Regions from separate parts of the Mus musculus genome. Here all the other regions are linked to region 1. The links are chromatin contacts, called in public HiChIP or PLAC-seq and capture Hi-C maps. All regions are on one chromosome and are shown on one strand. Each heading gives the region's core, a stretch centred on a gene start, on an enhancer-like site or on the middle of the called end of the contact. The rest is flanking DNA. Distances are from core to core; before and after follow the strand shown. Region 1 has its middle 12 kb from the start of Gm24565. Region 2 overlaps Arl6ip5 (ADP-ribosylation factor-like 6 interacting protein 5). Region 3 holds the start of Lmod3 (leiomodin 3 (fetal)).

Region 1 (3,427 bases), core at 343-2,842:
AAATTGCCATCATGAATAAGGGAGGGGCTCATGAAGTCCCACCCCTGGCTAGGGAGTATTGGCAATTAAAAGCTTTTGAAGTAGAATGAGTGTCAGCTTTTTTCAGGGATGTGTTTCTAATAAGGTGCTATGCTCCAGGGGGCACCCATGTGCATACTGGTAGCATGAAGTATATCCAGTGGGTTTAAAGAAAGAATATATGAAGTTGGGAAAGAAAAGTAGGATGTGTGTAGGAGGAGTTGGGGGAGGGAAGACAGTGCAGATTTGATCAAGACATATATATATATATATATATATATATATATATATATATATATATGACACTCTCAAACAATAATTTTTTAAATCTTTAAATAGGCACTGTTTTCTTAGCCTTTAGCATTCTCAGAAGATACTTTGACTAAAATATAAGGCTTTAAGAACAGAGGAGATAGCTCATCTGGTAAAGTGCTTGCAATTTCAACCACAAAGACTTGAGTATAAGCCTCAGAACCTATGTGCCAAAAGCCAGGTGCAGTGGCACTGCCTGGTAATCCCAGGTCTGGTCACTCAGAGATAGCCAGATCTGTGGGGCTCACTGAGCAACCAGCCCAGCCTGCTTGGCAAGCTCCAGGCCAGTTACAGATCCCCGAACAAAACAAAACAAGACAAAATAAAACAAAACAAAACAAGTGAATAGTACTTGAGGAGGGACATTCAAGGTTATCCTTTGTTCTGCTGATTTTCACATGCTGCGCACCCACATAAATATGCACATACATGAACATGTACATATGTGTTATTAAAATGTGAGGCTTCAGGATCCAGCAGTCCTTAATACCACCTCTGACATAAGTATAGTAGCAGCCACACAGTAAAGATTCAATAGAGTCCCGATGATGATGATGATGAGGAGGAGGAGGAGGAGGAAGAGGAGGAGAAACATGGATGTTACTGAAAAGGAGCACGATGACAAGAAAATACCTCCTCTGCTGCTTTCATAAAACAACCAAAATTATTTTTTATTATTTCCAGTGCATTTTATTACAGACAAGAACTTGGAAGCTGGGATAATATTTGTATTACCTTCTATCTAGGTACTTAACAACTTGTGATAGGTTTGTTCCATAAATTTTACTGAATGAAAAGAGTTAATCAACAGATGATTTGATAGTAGAAAAAGTAATGACTTCACATGCCCACAGCTCTGGCTCTGGGATTAGCCAAATGCGTTTTTATATCTGGACTCACCCATTTACTTGTCTTCTCCTTGTAAAGTTGAAATGGGGATGGACTCTACCCAAGGGCCAGGAGACTTGAGTGATAAAATGTATATAAAGAACTCAGTGCTGTACCTGAATTAGTGTTCAATAAAAGTTAGTTACACAGCCCTAAAAGCCACCATTTGACCCAAACTGACAGGAAAAATGCCTAGCGGGATTCACTAGCTCACTGGCACCGTTGCCAAGTTCTCCTACACAGTCAACAAGCTCTCCCAGCTTGAAAGCTCATGAATGTTCAGAAAGCCTAGCCATTCTCTCCTTCCATCAAGACAGCGAAAGTAAACGTGAGGCTCAATGGCTTTCCTGAGGTGCCTGTATCCCAGCTCAGTCATTGTGTCTGGATTCACCATTACAATAAAACATGCAAATGGATGCTCTGTTGATTCTTATCCCTCCGCTAAAGGCCAGACATTTTCAATTTGGCTTCATTTGCATCCATTTAGATAATGGTGGTACCAACAGATCTTCCCTGTTCCCCTCTGCCTTTTGTTCTAGAATCCAGCCTGGAGGTGCTTTTTAGAGACCACATTGATAGATTAATTCTATCCTAACTGTTGCCCTGGAGTCCCTGGGGAAACCAGAGCACATATTAACTTTTGCCTGTGGTACTGTGCAAACACCAGATTGGGAAACAGTAAGTAACTCGCTCTGGCTGCAAATGTAAGGGAAATTTATGAAGCTGGGAAGGAAAAGCCACAAGGAGCAGGGCTGTGATGTAGCTTCCAATTTCAAACAACAAGCTATCCACAAATTAAGGTCACTTCCTCTGGTTGGAGGTATGACTCAACAGGAAGAGAGAAGAATCTCCTCATTTGTTACCACCCACACTCCCTGGTCGTTTGATAATTCCACAGGGGACATGGGAGTGAACAGGGTAAACTCTTGCCTTGCTGGGCTCTGCAAGCTATGTAAGCCCAGAAGTCCTTTGCAGCTCCGCTCTTTGTTTTTGCTTCGTTTGTTTTTGCTTTAACCATGTCACAGAAAAATGATAAGTTTTAGCTTTTTGAGGAGACTGGATTATACTAGAGATTTGAAACTGATATCACAAAACTGATGGCAAAACTGACGGGTGCTACTCACAGCAATGTTCGCTCAAGCATGCATACATAGGTGCTATAGGAGTTCCATGCCTTTTTGATGCAAAATTCATTGGAGTCCCATTTATTCAAGAGAAACTTAAATTTATTTCTAAGACCGAGTCTCTGTCTGCCATTCACTCATGTACTGTGTTCAAGCGCTATTTGAGGTCTTGGGACTCCAAAACTACAGGAAGCAATTGCCTTGACTTAGGCTGGTTTTGTATTTGGATGTTTAAAGATCTTGCTTCATTTTCTTGGTGGCTGATAACTGCTTTTAGACACAGTAAAGTATACTAAAGATATGGAAGAAAAAACATTGCTAAATCTGGCTCAGGGAGTCAGGGGTGGTGTGACAGAGGAAGTGACATTTGAGCATTATGTTCACGATGTGTGTATACAGTATCTATTTTTATTGGGGGCACTCTTGCCTGTGTTTATTGGTAGCCTATTTGAGGAATCAGCCTAGTTGTCTGTCAACAGATGAATAGATAATGGATATGTGGTGTATATGACAATGGAATTTGATTCAGCCATAAAGAAGAATGAAACTGTATTGCTTACAAGAAAAATAGATACAGCTTGAGATCCTCACGTTAATTAGAATAAGCCAGACTCAGAAAAAGATCACTGTTCTCTTTCTTGCAGATCTTAGATCCTATATAGACACATCAAATCACATAGAGATGTCATGAAAGAAGAAGGAGGTGAGGAGGAAGGGGATTAGCAGGAGAGGAAAAGGAAGGATAAGAGGACTGGGTATTTCAATATGGTCAAAGTACACGAGAAACTTGAAAGAAGTTATCTTTTTCAAGTCCAGCAAATATATACAAGGACTGTATGTACAGGGACTGTATGTTGGTACAGAATAAATACTTAAAATTTTGTATAAGAATTCCTGAAAACAAGGACAACAGGGACAAAGGCCAGGTTTGGATCCTTCCGGGATATTAAAATCTACAGATGCTCAAGTCCATTGTATGACGATGTATCTTCATGGCTGCATCTAACCTACAAACATCCTCCCACATACTTTAACTTATTCCTAGGTTATCTATCCTACCCTATGCAATGGAAATGTATAGAAAT
Region 2 (3,427 bases), core at 362-2,861, 500 kb after region 1:
TCACATTGGTGGGCTGGAATCTGGACAACAAAAGTAGCAATGAAAAAGGCCATTTTCTATATTAAATGGCCTTTCTGCCTGCCTGTGAAGGGAAGGGAAGGCTGAGCCATGTGTTATATCATGGCAAGCCCCTGAAATCCTATTTACAGTAAACAGCTGTTGAATGGGAGCCAAACTGCAGGTATTATTGCTCAGTGGACACTGCAAAAGCATTCCCTGAACAGATGCTACGTCGAGGGTAAGTCTTCTAAAGATGAATGCTAAAGGATAAAATTCACAGGTCCAGAGGAAAAATCATATAATATAACATAGTATAAAATGATAGAATCCCAACATTGTCCAGAGTTCTGTAGCCCTAAATTGATTCACAACTCCAACTTCTAAGAGGGGAGGCCAGTGGAGAGATAGCAAGCACTAACTGTTCTCTCAGGGGGATCCAGGTTTAGTTCTCAGCACCCATGTGTCAGCTCATGACTGTCTGTAACTCCAGTTCAAGGGGTCTGGCACCCTCACACAGATATACATGCAGGGAAAGAAGGAAGAACGGAAGAAAGGAGGAAGGGAGGAAGGGAGGGGGGAGGGAGAGAGAGAGGGAGGGAGGGAGGGGAAGAGAGAGAGAGAACAATCCAGACTATATACATTTATTTCATTTTACCTAGAAACATTGTAAATCTTTTCCTAGTGAAAGGAAACAGAAATGCCAATTAGTTGACTGAGGCAGGGTGGGAAACTAATTCTTTTAACAAAAAAGAGATGGTGACAGAGAGAAGCCAGGAAGAACAAGAGACATATATGACACCAAGGATATTTTATTTTGCCTACAAGGGATAGAACACAGGGCCTTGTGTATGCAAAGCTTGTTCTCCCTCTGAGCCACATCCTCAGCTCAGATTAAAGATCTTTAGATTAAATATCTGAATGTTGACAGATCTCTTAAAGATCTGCAGTAAAAAAAAACAAACAAAAAACAAAACAAACCAAAAAAAAAAAAAAAAACAAAAAAACCAAAAAACCCTCCAGATCCACCAGAGGAAGACATCCACCTACACCGTGTCTTCCCTGAATGAAGTCTATTTAAAGAAGCAGGATGGGGCAGATGGAGATGAAAACTGGGAGGATTGGGCAGGTGGGGTGTTTATCCTCAGGACTCCAGCTAAGCACCCTGTTTAATATTTGTTCAACTGAAAAGTACTGTCAATTGCGATTGAAATATTATATTATATTATATTATAAAAATGTAATAACCCTCTTACCTGTCCATATAACAGTGTTTCCCCTATTTCTAACACTGGAGACTTTTCTAAGTGTAATTAAGACCTGTAACTATGTAGTTGTCTATTTTTTCTTTCCTTTCCTTCTTCCTTCCTTCCTTCCTTCCTTCCTTCCTTCCTTCCTTTGTTTGTTTCTCCGTGTACCCCTGGCTGTCCTGCCCTGTACACAAGCCTGGCCTTGAACTCAGAGATCTGCCTGCCTTTGTCTCCTGAGTGCTGGAATTAAAGGCGTGTATCACCACCATCTGGCTATAGTTATGCATTTTGTAGGCTTGGTTGGTGTGTATAAAATTACTTCGGACCTTTTTCAGCATGGTCTTACTACCCCTCTGGACCTTAATCTCGATAAAGGAATCACAATGCACTCTTTTCCACCTCCTCCCAACAGCATCTGAAAGGCTGGTGGTGCTTCCCACTCCCATTGAGTGAATGAAGGAAGCGAGCCAAGCAAGAATCCACTGAGAAACCACTGGCACTCACTAATCTTAAAGCATAAACAGACGGCCATTTATTCGATTTGCAAACAACCATGAAAATAATTGTTAGTAGTTTCCATCATTCTTATCATTCATTACACTGGTAGAATATAAAGAGTTAAAAAAAATGACAAATCTGTAAGCGGAACAAAGCTACCAGCATAAACTTACAAACAGGGTCAGTGGACGGGCACTGGGTGAAACAGGTCTGGGCTTGTGGAGGGTTCACTTACCATCTATGAATGGCAATAGACGGTCTACGAAAAAAATTCCAAGAATCGTTTGTCTTACAGTCTACCTTTTAGTATATAAAAACCAACCAACAAACAACAAACCCCTAAGATGATCTGGTTTACCTGATCAAAGCCAGGGCAAAGGACAGTAGCTACAAGGGAACAACCTCAAGGGCTATTTAGAGGCTAGCAGGGGAGGACACAGATGTCGAGTCTTTTCTTCCCACAAATGTTTAAATATATCCCCATGCAGGGCACCCAGGACTTTCTTAGCTCTTTCTTCCCTCACCAACTGGCAACCAGCTCTTTCTCCTTGTAGCATTTAAAAGCACACTGTAAGCATTCTCAATACCAGATACTGACAGCCATATGCCTTGGGCATACACAGAACCATACTTCTTTCGAAGAGAATTACCGTAATACTTCTTTTTTTTTTTTCACATCTATAATTACTAGCCTTCTAGAAATGTCTTACCGTCTTGGCAAGCCAGAAGCATAAAGTAGCAGCTGTTGATCCCACCCTTTTTTTTTTAACACTTTTAGGGGCCAAATGATCAGGACACAGAGTGATTCCTGCCAAGAAAACCTGGGCTCATTCACCCAGCAGCAACAGGACTCTGTGTTAGGGGGGAGGGCAAAATGTGTGCCTGTGCCTTGTAGGCAAGGAGAAGCATTTACAAGTTGCAAATACAGTGGGTGGTTAGTGACTCTGAGGCCACACCAGAAAATACAAAACATGAGCTTTCATATCAGGAAGGAGTAAGATAAGTTAGCATAACAGTAAAATGATGTCATTGTCACATAGTTTAATCTGATTAAGCAGGAACTTTAGCAAATTTGTCATGTGGTTTGATTGAAAAGTTATTTCACCTGCTAGCAATCACGTCGGCTACCATAAGCAGTTTGGGTTCCAATTGGCTGCATGACCTCAAACCTTCATGTTTCCAAAAGTGTGGGTACTCAGCAGGATTCCTAGCTCTCATTTAGACTTGGGGGATACATATAACAGTCGCTTGGAGAGTCAGAAGGGGGAAAGGCAACCGATTCCTGACCTAGCAACAAAACAACACAATCAGAATCTGCAAAAGCGACAATGCCGTATGTCACTGTGCCATTTAATTATGCTATTAGTTCACTGTCAGTGTTTCTCTTGAGTCAGAGTAGACCAAATTTTAATGTAAGGACGAATCCTCCAAGACCCTTGCTAAAATATAAAGCCAAGAGGTCAGCCATGAGCCAGGGAGTCTTCATTTCTGATCAACTCCCAAGTGTGAACCGCTATTGCTCCTTGAATAGATTTTTCCAGTTCATATCTGTAGGCATTCCATCAAGCCCACAGACATCCTCACCCACAGCTAGAGTGGAGAGCAGGCTTAGTACTTAGTACTTAGTACTTCAAGTGTAATTAATCGCTGCCTGTGTTCTTTTTACTTTGGGAAAACAGAAC
Region 3 (3,427 bases), core at 292-2,791, 470 kb after region 1:
TCTAAAGAAATGACTGAGACAAGCCAAAGCATTCATTGCAATTGCTCTCAACAGGGAAATAAGGTGAAAAATTCACACTCTCTCTTGTTCTGTATCTTATGTTCCTGTTTGTACAAAAATATCTAAATTTCTGAGTAAAGAGTTGCAAAACTCAGAATTTGACAATAGTTAGCCTATGGTGACACACGCCTTTAATTCCAGCACTTGGGAGGCAGAAGCAGGCAGATCTCTGGGTTCAAGTCCAGCCTGGTCTACAGAGTGAGTTCCAGGACAGCCAGGACTACACAGAAGGACTCTTGTCTCTGGAAAAAAATATAAAAATATAATATATATGAAATATATAAATATATAATGGTGAAGCCTTTCTCCAGCCCAGCCCTCTAGACACCTATACCCCTCCCTAAAATCACGTGAAATGTTTGGTTTCTTATTTATTATTCAATAATCTATCTCACTGATATTTTTATATTTATCTATTTGGGTTGTGTTGGAGACAGGGTCTCTCTATGTAGCCCTTTTTGTCCTGGAACTTGCTATGTAAACCAGGCTGAGCTTGAACTCACAGAGATCTGCCTGCCTCTGCCTCCTGAGTACAAGTACAAAGAGACTAAAGGCATCCAGAACCTGGCCTGGCTCTTATTTTTATTTATGTACATTTGTTTAACTTACTGTCTCAAGACTATCCTGTCATGCACACTGTTTTAGAGTTTTGTGTAGCCAGCTAATGTATACAATTGTGCTTTCACCTTGGTGGGAGTGTATCTGAGGTATATACCTCAAAAGGTAGGGTTGTTGGATCAACATAAATGTATGTTAGCAATTTGAAAAAAATTAGTGTCCCTCCCCCACAGTTTACAAAGAAACTCTTTTCATGTCCCTTTTCTCCCAGTATTTCAACAGTATGATTACAAACATTCTCTTCAGAGCCATCTTAATTTAGCTAGGTTTGATAAACACTTACTAAAGACATAAATGGTTTTAAACCCCTTACATGGCCCCTCTCCCTTACATGGAAATTCAGGGCCTTGTTATCCCCATCTGTCAGGTCACAGGATCTAGGTGCAGATAAGAGCAGCTTGCACCGGTTCACTTACACAGGGGTGAATACCATAGCAAGACCTGAGCTGTTCCCTTCAGAGGCACGGCTTCCAGAGCCTGCTGGAAAGATCAGGCAAAGCCCAGCTCACCGGCCACCTTCAGGGGACGACGCTTCTATTCCAGGAGAAACTGCATTTGCTGGCTGGATTTTCATTCTGATGTTTTGTGAGTTGTTTAGATAAGCAGCAGCAGGCTCCCCGGGAGATCTAGAGCATGGGGTGTGGGCTCCCTGGGGTGGGAGGGCTTTAGAAAAGAATGCGTTTATTCCTGCAGAGATTCCATAGCCCGGCTACTCGCTGTCTAGCCCAGCAGCTGTACTGAAATGTCAGATGGATTTGTCCAGATGACTCAAGTTGCCAAAAAGGGACTCATGTAGTAGTTCCACAACTTGACTCTGCCCAGAAAACCTTGCTTAATATAGATCCCACATGAGCTGAGCTATAGTCACTCCCAGCAGCTCAACCAACACCATTGAGTGAGAAAATCTCTCAAGGGTGGGTTGGCCTAAGATATTTGTTAATTAGAAGACACTGAGGTGTTTGCATACTGATTCCTTCTTTAAAATATATCATATTGGATTATTTCTTCTTTTCTGGTGATCTAGAAACAGATAGAAAAAAAGTAAACTATGTCGGGGCACAGCAGGAATTCGGAGCAAGAAGACACCCTTAGTGAGGAGCTCGATGAAGACGAACTCCTAGCCAACTTATCCCCTGAAGAGCTGAAGGAACTGCAGTCAGAGATGGAAGTCATGGCCCCTGACCCCCACCTTCCTGTGGGGATGATCCAAAAGGATCAAACAGACAAGGCACCCACAGGAAACTTCAACCATAAGTCTCTCGTTGATTACATGTATTTGCAAAAGGCGTCTAGACGCATGCTGGAAGATGAACGAGTTCCTGTCAGTTTTGTGCAGTCTGAGGTAACCAGGGATCTGTGTGGGACACAAATGGCTGCCGGGACTGGGCTGGCAGGGTAGTGTTTTGCAATTGTGATTTCTCAAGACTGAATGAAATGTGTGATTCTGTTTTGGATTTTGGCACACCTAAATTAAATTATAATATTAAGTTCTAGCCCAGGCTGTAACTTTCTGAAAAAATAGTATAATTGCAAGGTAGTGGGGAGAAGGTGATAACCTCTTGTCAGTGTTTCTCTTTCAACATTGGCACCAGGGTCTCTGTGTGGAGTTGGTGGTCTGTAGCCATGAATGACATGTAATGGTTTAACACAGAAACAGCTCTTCTGTCTTTTTTTTTTTTTTTTTGGCTTCTCCTTTTGAGAAGCTTGTCCAAATTCTACTCCACATTTCTCCAGACTACTTATGCACATACGATATTTTACATATAATGTCAAAGATTCCCCACTTCTGAAGAAATCTGGCCATACACTAAGCCAAACCCAAGACTGAAAACGTGGGCACACTGTATGTGCATTGGGCATCAGTGATGACACCTGAAAATTGATGTCTAAGAAGGAATCTTCAAGAGAGTCCTCTCTTGAGATACTTATCTAAAAACTAGAGCTGGCATGAGTTTTGTATAAAGCACAGTTAAAATTTAATTACATTTTTTTATTATTAGGTGTGTGTGTGTGTGTGTGTGTGTGTGTGTAAGTGTGTGAGTGTGTGTGTAGGTCAAGCGAGGTGGCAGGTACCTTTACCTGATAAGCCGTCTTGATGGTTCTAAAGGACAAATTTTAATGTTGCACTTAAAAATGATTGAGAAGAAAGAAGACAGATTTCTTATGTATGGTTTCTTTGGGGCCACCTGCTAGACACAGGTGCATGTTGTCACATTGGTGTGATAGAAGACAGTAGTGAGCATTAAGCAGAAACTGAAGTCCAGGAAATAAATTTCAGGCTTGATCAGACCAGAGCTTATCGTGTCCTTTGCAGACCTCTTACAATTGCACTTCTGTGAGTTCGAAGACAATTCCATACAAAGACCAGTTTTAGGAGGACTACAGACAAAAACCAATGCTTTTGTTTCCTCGTGTGCATTAAACAGCTTGATAATTGGCTCCCCCTGCTGGAGCAGATGAGACATGGGGTGTTTTAGGAGGTAGTTTAAGGACAATGTTGTCAACTGTCATGTATCACCAGCGTTGAGTTCTTGCTCAGAACACTGCATGTCAGACTTCTCCACCAGCTTTGGGAATTACAGCCGCAAGATGCACAGACGCACACAAAGTGGAGAAGGATTCAGGAGAAGCTAGTGGACTCTGATCTGAAGCCTGCCTTTTCCCTTCCCAGACACTGCAGAGTTGTAAATCTCACCCTAATCCTGTTCCATTTCAAGGCTGGCTCTTTCCTCAATGCGCTTTGCTTCAG

What was found. HiChIP or PLAC-seq counts read pairs in DNA pulled down with a chosen protein or histone mark. Capture Hi-C pulls out chosen DNA fragments and counts their contacts.
Region 2: a capture Hi-C map of embryonic stem cells shows a contact between it and region 1, with 2.5 times the contacts expected there. The contact joins two enhancer-like sites. A contact is called at or near these places in 2 of 39 promoter capture datasets (cranial neural crest and hippocampal neurons), 8 of 115 datasets of contacts at active chromatin or transcription factors (astrocytes, bone marrow-derived macrophages, embryonic forebrain and 5 more) and 1 of 9 other capture datasets (embryonic stem cells).
Region 3: an H3K27ac HiChIP or PLAC-seq map of embryonic stem cells shows a contact between it and region 1, with 5 times the contacts expected there. The contact joins the promoter of Lmod3 here to the enhancer-like site in region 1. A contact is called at or near these places in 10 of 39 promoter capture datasets (the 3T3-L1 cell line, 3T3-L1-derived adipocytes, the C10 cell line and 5 more), 1 of 484 Hi-C or Micro-C datasets (embryonic fibroblasts), 2 of 115 datasets of contacts at active chromatin or transcription factors (both in embryonic stem cells) and 3 of 9 other capture datasets (adipose tissue, embryonic stem cells and pancreatic islet).

Annotation. Positions count from the first base shown.
Region 1 is chr6:97,716,901-97,720,327 of GRCm38.p6, reverse strand. No RefSeq gene overlaps it. Among named protein-coding and RNA genes, the nearest start is that of Gm24565, 12 kb to the left of the region's middle. Within about 2 kb of position 1,592, at least 17 of the 459 cell types and tissues checked have an H3K27ac peak or open chromatin away from gene starts, as enhancers often do. A contact at or near this core is called in embryonic stem cells and trophoblast stem cells, where this site is marked.
Region 2 is chr6:97,215,510-97,218,936 of GRCm38.p6, reverse strand. The region is part of intron 1 of Arl6ip5 (ADP-ribosylation factor-like 6 interacting protein 5); the gene reads right to left. Among named protein-coding and RNA genes, the nearest start is that of Gm52868, 4.6 kb to the left of the region's middle. Within about 2 kb of position 1,611, at least 26 of the 459 cell types and tissues checked have an H3K27ac peak or open chromatin away from gene starts, as enhancers often do. A contact at or near this core is called in embryonic stem cells, where this site is marked.
Region 3 is chr6:97,250,871-97,254,297 of GRCm38.p6, reverse strand. It overlaps Lmod3 (leiomodin 3 (fetal)), which reads left to right and starts at 1,541. Exons shown (of 3, transcript NM_001081157.2): 1 at 1,541-2,020. The coding sequence starts at 1,727. Gm32191 (a long non-coding RNA gene) reads right to left here and starts at 1,394. Exons shown (of 4, transcript XR_869294.2): 1 at 1,188-1,394.